2 separate regions of the Anas platyrhynchos genome follow, and region 1 is linked to region 2. Evidence: chromatin contacts called from public Hi-C data. All regions are on one chromosome and are shown on one strand. Each heading gives the region's core, a stretch centred on a gene start, on an enhancer-like site or on the middle of the called end of the contact. The rest is flanking DNA. Distances are from core to core; before and after follow the strand shown.

Region 1 (4,468 bases), core at 60-2,559, 84 kb after region 2:
CTCCCCAAGTGCCATTAAACTCCTGCAATTTGGCACCAACTCGCCGCGCGCAACTTCGGCGGAGGGGACAGCGGGGGGGGGGCACACACACACACACACACACACACACACACACACACACGGCGGGGAGGGGGGGGGGGGCCGCGCCTCCCTCCCCCTCCACCCTCTCTCTCTACCAACACGCTGGGTGCCCCCCAACAACACCCCCGATCCCTTTCTCCCTCCCTTTCTCCCCCCTTTACCCCTCCGCCTCCCCACCCACGACCCCCCCACCTCCAGCCACGACCCCCCCCCCGGGGTCCCAGCCCCACACAAAGGCAACGGGGGTGGGGAAGAGGAGGAAGGGGGACGGGGACACCCCGGTACTCACCCGCCGGCTGCTGCGCTCCGAGCCCCCCGGAGCCCGCCCGCTTGGGGAGGCTCCTGCCGTCCGCCGGGGCTGCGTCCTGGCCGCCCGCGGGAGTCCCGGAGCCCTCGGCACCGCTCGCCACCTTCAACGAGAGCATTTCCAGCGCCTCCTGCTCACATTCTCCCCAGGCAACTCCGCTCCTGCCAGCCCGCCCCCTCCTCCGTCCCCTGCCTGCTCTTTTCCTCTCGCCTTTCCTCCTTTCCCCTCTTCCCCCCCAGCCCCCCCACCCCTATTTGATTTTTTTTTTTTTTTCGCCCTGTTTTTTTCCTCTCTCCCCCTCTGCCGCTCGGCTATTTTTTTTTTATCCTCCTCTTATTTTTTTCCTCCTCTTTTTTTTTTTTTTTCCTCCGCTTTTTTTTTTTCCCTCCTCTCTCTCCCTCTCTCTCTCTCTCTTTTTTTTTTTTTCAAATTTTTTCTCTCTCCCCCCCCCCCCCCCCCCCCTTCGCCTCGCACACACACAAAAGGCAGCGGAGCGGGAGGCGGAGGGGAACCGACCTCCCCTCTGCGCCTCCGCCGCTCAGCCGCCTGCGGAAAGCAAAGAAAGACACAGCGCAGCAGAGCCCTGGCTTGCTGCTGCCTCCCCCCTTCCTCCTCCTCCTCCTCCTCCTCCTCCTCCTCCTCCTCCACCTCCTCCTCCTCCTCCTCCTCCTCCCTCGCTCTTGCCTTCTGCCGCTCCCGGCTTTGTGGGGGCTGGGAAAGGGGGGAGCGGAGCCGGCGGCGCGGCGCGCCCTGCCCTCTCCGTGCGCGGCGGGGACCGCGGCTCCGCTTCGCTCCGCTGTCAGCGGCACGGCCAGCATCCGGCACCCCGGGGAGCCGTGCAGCACCGCCGGGGCATGCCGGGCCTTGTAGTCCTTCCTTCTCTCCCCCCCCCGCCTTCTCGTTTCTCTTCCCTCCTTCCTTTTTTCCCCCCCCCCCGCCCCTTCTCCTCTCCCCGCTTTTCTCCTCCCCGTCGGCGCGAAGCGGGGAGGGGCGCGCAAGGGGCGCGCATCTCCGCGCTCTGCTTGGGGAGGGGGGATTCAATTTTTTTTTTTTTTTTTTTTTTTGGGGGGGGAGGCATCCACCCGGAGGGTGTTTTGCCCCCCCCCCCCTCCCCAACCCCCCGGGATGCCCACCCCCCCACACAAGTGGGATGCACGGGGCATTGCTGCCCTCTCCCGGGTTGCACCCGCACTGCGCTCCCCGGTAGGATGCGGGGTTTGGGGGGCACGCAGGCAGCCCGCAGACCCCCCCCCCTCCCCGCCCCAATCCTCGGTCCGAATTTCCCCCGTGGCACACCCCCTTGAAGCCACCTAATTAGCCTTTTTTTTTTTTTTTTTTTTTTTTCCACTTAATTATTATTATTTTTTAAGTTAGCCGTGGCTAGGGCCTGGCAGCGCTGGAAACTTCCCCTCTGTTTGCTAACACCCCGCTCCCCCACCCCCAGGGCACGGTGCTGTGCAGGGGTCCCCCCTTGGCTATGTCCCCCTTGGCACAGAGGGGACCCCGGGGGGGCGCAGGTGGTGACCAAAACCACCCAGGACGGTGGTGGCAGGGCGGGGAGATGTCCCCCAGCTGCCATCGTGCCCCGTGACCTCCCTCCTCGTGGCTCCTCGAGCATCCTCAGCGCCTTCCCTCCAAGGCTGCGCCGATGTTAATGCTCCCAGATACAATATAATTAACGCGGATAATGCCGCTGATGTTTGTTGTGACACCGTGGTTTTGTGAGTGACGAGTGAAGGGTTAACTCCAGGGAATTGGGAATATTGCTCGGCTGCTAATAACACGTGAGTCATCGATGAAATAACACATGGGTGCAGGGAGACACGCAGCACCTGGCTTCACAGCAGCCCTCTGCCTCACCGCCGTGCTGCACGTTGGGTTTTCATCTGTGGTCGGGGATCAACAGGCGGCAGGGAGGGAATCGGCGCTCAGGAGACGTGCCGGGCTCCCCAGCTCCGCCGCCAGACTGGGACAAACTGGTTGAACTGGGGTCGGATGGAGAGCTGCCTTCCAGCATGGACGCATCGCCGCGCTTCGTATCCGAAATGCCAGCAGCTGCATCCCTGGGCTCTGCTCACCCCAGCAGGCTCGGATTTGGGAACGGGGTGAGGACGGGGACCCATCTGCATCGCTCCCAGCTCCTGCAAACCCTGCGGAGAGGAGGCCCGGCGCTCCAGCCCGGTCAGCAGAGGAATCTGCACACGCAGACAGGATCGCTGCAATTGCTGGTGGCTGAGTGAGCAACTTTGCAGCCTTCCTCGTCCCCTCGCCCTGAATGTCAGCTTTGAATTTTCTTGCTATTTTTAGGGATGGTTCAAACCTGAGGAGGATCCCTCCCCGCTCGCCTCGCGGGGCTCTGCACCGTATGAATATTGCAGGGGCCGTGCCTTGATGTTACCTGCCCCGGGTGCCGTGGGACAGCAGGACAGGGGGGATGCCTCGCGTGCGCGGGGAGAGAAGGAGGTCGTGCAGAAAACATTACGCTGCAAGCAGAATGGGTTGGAATGTAAAAGATTTATTAATTTAATCCGAAGCATTAAAAGGTCATGTATTAATCAAAGAGATGCTTAAAACTGTCAAAGTCCTTTGTCAGGTTTGAAGTGCATCTCTATAGTTATCATAAAATATATATACCCGCCTGGCACCGAGCCCTCGCCAGGGCTGGGAGCGGGCGAGGAGGAGCAAAGCGAGGCTCTTCGCAGCGGGGTCCCTGCAGAGGGGCACCCACCGGGGCTCTGCCGGGCTCCCATGGGTGCCCAGCACCCCCCCATCGAGCTGGGTGACCCTGCTTGTCCCCAGGAGTGGGTTTGTCCCCCCCTTGAGTCCCGCTGGTGGTCCCTGGAGGTCCCCAGCTGGCCTCAGGGCTGCTTTGGGGCAGGACGCTCGTGGGGACAGATTTTGGGGAGGGGTCCCCCTCACCCCGAGCCCCCAAAGCTGACGGTGGGCGGCGGTGCCAGGGGGCGTCAGGGCGGGGGCGCAGCGCCCACGCCACCCGTGTCCCGGTTCCACGCGTGGCCAGCCCTTCAGTGCCACGGGGCGGGGAAGGGGGTGGCCAAAACGGGTCCCCAGGGCCCCCCCGGGTCACCCGGGCCCCCCGGTCCCTCTGGCAGCCAAGTGCTGTGTCAGCAGCGTTGGCGTGGACCTCCGCTACCATCTAGCGGCTGCTTTGCCGAGCCGGGGCCACCGCTGTCCCCGGGTCCCAGCCCCGTGTCGCCGTGCCACGGGGGTGGCCGCACCGGATTGAGATCCCCCCCACACCCCCCTGTGCCCACCCACCACTGCCCAAAGTCAGGGAGGGGGGGTGAAGGCTCTGCTCGCCACCCTCCTTGAGGTTATAGGGTCACCGGGTGACCCCACTGCCTTGTCCCCCCACTGCATTTGTCCCCCGAGAGCTTGTGGTGACCTCGCTCACTGGGGACAGCAGCTGGGACCCCCCCCCCCCCCCCCAAAGCCGCCCCCGGGTGGGATCTGGGGGCTGGGGGGGCTTTGGAGACAGCGGGGTGCAGCGGGGGGAGCGGGGTGCGTGGTGGTGGGGGAGAGGAAGGGATGGCAAGGGGGGGTGCTGGATATGGGGGCTGCCTTTGGGGTGGAGAGCAGCATCCCCCAACCCCAATTGGGGCTGGGGGCTTCCTGCCCCTCTGCCTATGTAGGGGCCATCCTGATTTTACCCCAATAACTGCAGCAGAGGAGACTTCGCCCCCCCACACACTCTGAAGCCCTGGAGCAGGGCGTTCCCCAGGCAGCCAACCCCTCCTGCATTTAGGATTTTGCCAAAACGCAAACATCCCCGTGCCACCCAGCAGCACCACGTCCCGGCAGAGCAGCGCTGCTGCTGCGACACCTCCGTGCCTGCCGCGCTTCGCCTCGCTCCTCAAACCCCACGGCCCCAAACCCCTGCCAGCACCGGGTCCTGGCTCTGTGGGGCCAAAATGATGGGGAGAGCTGGGGGCAGGGGGGCCGTGCCATCGGGCCGTGCACAGCCTGCCTCGCTCCCCAGCTGCAGTCACAGATGTTGCCGTGGCCGCTGCGTGGCCGTTCCCGACCCTGGGCTGCTTTTTTTCCATGGAAAAATGTGCCCCC
Region 2 (4,127 bases), core at 887-3,386:
ACCCTGCTCCTCAGCGTCAGGCCCAGAGGCTCGGTGCGATGGGCAGGGCGCTGCGCCGGGACAGGGAGCCGCAGCTTTCGACACCTCTGTGCCCGCAAGGCAGGCAGCTGAGAGCAGACCTGCTGCTGGAGCTGTTCCTGCCACCTTGTTTCAACCGTGTAGCTCCCTGATTTATTTAGCAAATTTTAAATCAGCAGACGGATTTACTTTGGAGAATCTGATTAGTGGCGGTATCGATCCACGCTGTGCAGCAGATCTGGAGAAGCTGCAGAGCAGGGTGCACTGCATTACAATCAACAACGCCCGCCTGCTCCCCCTCGCTGGGGAGCTGAGCAGAGAGCCCCAGACTTGCTTACCCAGCAGGACCGTGTTTGTCCTTTATCTCAACAAATTCTTGTCCCATTTTCAGCTTCTCCCACTCTTCTTTCCGGGTTTTAATTTTCCGTGGATTCACATTTCCTCGGTTAGGATTCTCCTTTTTCTCTTTCTACAGGAGGAAAAGAAAGGGAGGAGGGATCAAACAAAAGCCTTCTTTTTGCTTTAAACTCACTGGGAACAGGAAGGGATAGGACGGAGACGCAGCAGTTGCAAGAAAATACATTCTCAAAGAGGGCCAGGATTTTTCATTCACTTTCCCGATTGCTGAAAGCTCCAAAGACCTCCCAAACAAAGGAGACGGAGCGCAGACAGCATCAAAAAAACAGCATCCAGTTTCCTTAGCGCAGTCCAGACATGATGCCATTGTTACACCCTGGCATGACCACCTGGAGGGCAGAGGGAAAGCTCAGCTGCCCCTCATCAATTCAGCTTCTGGCCTCTGCATCGAGACTGCCAAATCTCACCAGCACCTTGCTGGCGTTAAGTGCTTTGGGTGTGCAATGTGGATGCTTGCCCACAAAGAACTGCTCCTTTTCTGTGTTCTGACATGCCCCAGCTCCCTCCTTTGTTATTTTGATTTAGAAGGAGCACGATCTGTTTGGATATTTAATACTTCTGTTGCTCAAAAGCTAAATAAAGTATGCTCAAATTGAATCTTTTATGGTGTGGGTTTCGGTGTTGGGGAAGAGGGGTCCAAATCCTCAGGCAATCAAATCAGGAGCTCTACCTGGTGCTTTCAGCTCAGAGGGTTTTGCTAAGCCTCTTGATTGCCCCTAATTTAACATTATGGCCTGTTTTTGCACTCCTGAAGGGATATTTTCGCCAATCTTTACACTCCCACAGCAGAATTTTTTACAGCACCTGAAACGATGATGTTGGGGCAGTGGGATTTGCACCACTTCAGTGCTGAACAGACCCCCGTGTGATGTCAGAAGTACCAAAAAGACCGATACAACTTTCTCCCCTGCTGACTGCACCAGCGCTATGTTTGAAGACTACAAATTAAGCCATTATAACCATACAAAGAAGGTGGTATTTGGAAAAACAGATTAAGGATATCTTTGTTGTCTTTTTTTAATTAACAGGGATGAAAGTAAACCAGATAAAAACTTCTCTGAATTGATCCCTGAAGAGCTTAAGAGAGCAAACCTGAATTTTGGATAGCAACTTTGGAGTCCATGGTTCATTAACACTTCCCACCTCCTTTCCCACCCTGACATGCTTCTGTTGGCAGAGATCTCCCATTTCCTCACCCTGTGTTTCCGCTTTTCTTTCATAATATCCTTGGTGTCCTGCAGCATTTTCTCTTTCCAAAGGTCAAAGAAATACGAAGGATCCGTGTAGAATTTAAGTGCCTCTTTGCCATCGTCCCTAGAACAGGGAAGGGAAAAACACACACAAAGAAGGGCCAAGTCACGCGTTTGTTTGAAGCCCAAAGAAAACACAAGTCACAACCCCAGATAATAGTTTAAAAATCTGCAGTGAGAAGGTCAAACACTCTGCTCTCGCCTCCGTCCTCCTTTTCAAAACAAGCAGCAGCCCCCCCGCCCCACAGCAGCCACCGCTCGTCCCAGCTCTCCTACTTGCCATCGCTTTCGCCCTCACACCAACTCTCCATTACTCTGGATTTCGGCACCTGCAGAACTCAGCCGCTCTGAACAACCGCCAGGAGAGCAGCAGGTCTCTCACTCCAACTCCCACTTGTTTGTCTTGTATTTTTGGTGCGAAAAAAAGCTCTTCCCAGCCCAGGAACCCTAAATCAGACCGGCAGCGTCCTTGAAACTCATGAGCGCATGTGCACGCACACACACACTCTCCTACTTTGCAGTGCAGCCGCGTCTGGCAGAAGACAGCTGCCTCCAGCTATCTGTAATTACTTTTTACCTGTTCAAAAGATATTTATGGATGTGGGCTAAGTCTCTGCATTCTGACCCCCTTACTTCTACTTCATACGAGATGAAATGGCACGGCAGGACTGCTAAGAACTGGTTACACAGCCCGCGTAGGTCACACCAGATGTCTCAGGCCAGGCACTGAAGGCCACAGGACGTATCTCCAGACCTACAGGAGTCTGCTGCACCCACCTGGGTGAGAGCCACATACAGATGTACGCTCTGCAGTTTGCACTGCGGCTTTCTGGAAAGGAGCCACAGGGCTACAGAGAAGCACAGGAAAAATGCATCATCTGCACAACACCTAGCATGTTTATGCAGTGCCAGCCAAGCCTTGCCCCAAGGCAGTCACAAAAGTGACAGCGGGTAACCAAACGTATAATTTTCGAGCTATGCTCATTTGTACAGCCTCAAAAGCAAAGTTTCAGGTAATCCCAAGGATGGAGATTTCCTGGTGGACCTCAGTTTGGCAACAATATTTCCCACTGAAGACTGTTAGTGCAATAAAGCACGGGATGGAAGATGACCTCCTCAGCAAATTGGCAGGAAGAGGTGCTCTGTAACGGCACCAGGGCCAAAGGAGGCGTTGCAGTGTTACCTGTATGGGGAGAGAATGTTGAGAGGTGGAGGAGTATTGCAGGTCCCATAGGTTTCAAGGACAGGAACTGGGAGAGAATCTCTGTCGAAGAGCTTCTGGTCCTGAGTAGTGGAGCTTTTGAAGGCCTTCCTGCTGTTGATGCCTTGCAGAGAGACTGTAAGAGAGAGGAGAGAGCAAGTGAAGAACAGCTTGACCCAGGCCAATGACACTGGAGATCAAGTAGCAAACATCTGATTTCAGTTGGAGTTCTTGGCGTGCTTAGCACTTCTTAAGGTCAGGTTCCTTTTCCCACAGATCTCTCGGGAAATCCAGCAAATCTCAGATCATGTCATGCCAAGATCTGCTGCAGGAACTCTCAAGAGCCGTGTCTCTACAGATGTGATTCCAAACCCCTGCACCCAAGACCCAAGAAATGCATGGCTATCAAGCTGCTGAGGAGCAAGTTTCCACGTGGAGACTTGCTAACAACCACGTCTCGACTCAGCCAGAAAGGCTGCCCACACGAGCAGCACGGTGCTTTCTGGGAGGGGAGGAAACAGCCCCTCTTAGCCCAAGAGAAGCCATTCCAACACCAATCACAGCACCGGGCTTATTGTAGGGTCATGAACCAAGCATGCTGATTCACCGAGGATCTTTACCACGCTTGGTCTGCAAGGACTCTGCTCCACTCCATTACCTTCTTCCTCTTTGGGATCCAGCTGAGTGACTTTGACTTGCAAGCGGTCAACTCTCTCGACTAGAACGCTCACCCGAGAGGCAAAAGTGTTGGCTTGAGTAAACAACTCTCCAAATATGTCTTCTGCAAATTTACCTGCAATATTAAAGCGTCCACGTTACCCCCACGAGCCACAGCCCACATGCAACCTCCCGATTTGTTCTCCTGAAGAAGGAAGGAAGGAAGGAAGAAGAAAGAACCGCACTTTCTTTTCAAGTTTGTCAGCGTTAAGTTTAATACCCAGGAAGACAATGCTCTGTTCCACCAAAACCTGGCATTTCTAAGGGATCTTTAGGCCGTAAAGGAACAATGGAAACACACAGTCAAGTCAGTATTAAAGTGATGAAAAAAAGAGGGGCTGAGAACATTATCCTGGTCTGAATCTGGATGGGTCTGCCGGTCCTTTAAGATCCTCTGCTGTTCTGTTTATTAGACAAGAAAACACAGTTAGGTTTTTATTGCTCTGGAGAATCTCAAAGGCTCCCAGTCTCCAGCAGGCCTGCCTCCAGGGTAACTGGCACGTATTTACAAGCTCAAAGTGCTC

The links. A called contact is a pair of places that touch in the nucleus more often than the background predicts.
Region 1: a contact with region 2 is called in a Hi-C map of skeletal muscle, with 5 times the contacts expected there. The contact joins the promoter of AHDC1 here to the enhancer-like site in region 2. A contact is called at or near these places in 2 of 8 Hi-C or Micro-C datasets (skeletal muscle and subcutaneous adipose tissue).

What each region holds. Positions count from the first base shown.
Region 1 is chr24:4,189,437-4,193,904 of IASCAAS_PekinDuck_T2T, forward strand. AHDC1 (AT-hook DNA binding motif containing 1) reads right to left here and starts at 1,310. Exons shown (of 7, transcript XM_038167196.2): 1 at 1,073-1,310; 2 at 371-491. It overlaps LOC119713588 (a long non-coding RNA gene), which reads left to right and starts at 1,513. Exons shown (of 2, transcript XR_005260782.2): 1 at 1,513-2,624; 2 at 2,696-2,948.
Region 2 is chr24:4,104,400-4,108,526 of IASCAAS_PekinDuck_T2T, forward strand. WASF2 (WASP family member 2) reads right to left here. Exons shown (of 9, transcript XM_027443714.3): 3 at 3,545-3,679; 4 at 2,869-3,022; 5 at 1,632-1,749; 6 at 357-487. Among named protein-coding and RNA genes, the nearest start is that of CD164L2, 20 kb to the left of the region's middle. Within about 2 kb of position 2,137, at least 2 of the 8 cell types and tissues checked have an H3K27ac peak or open chromatin away from gene starts, as enhancers often do.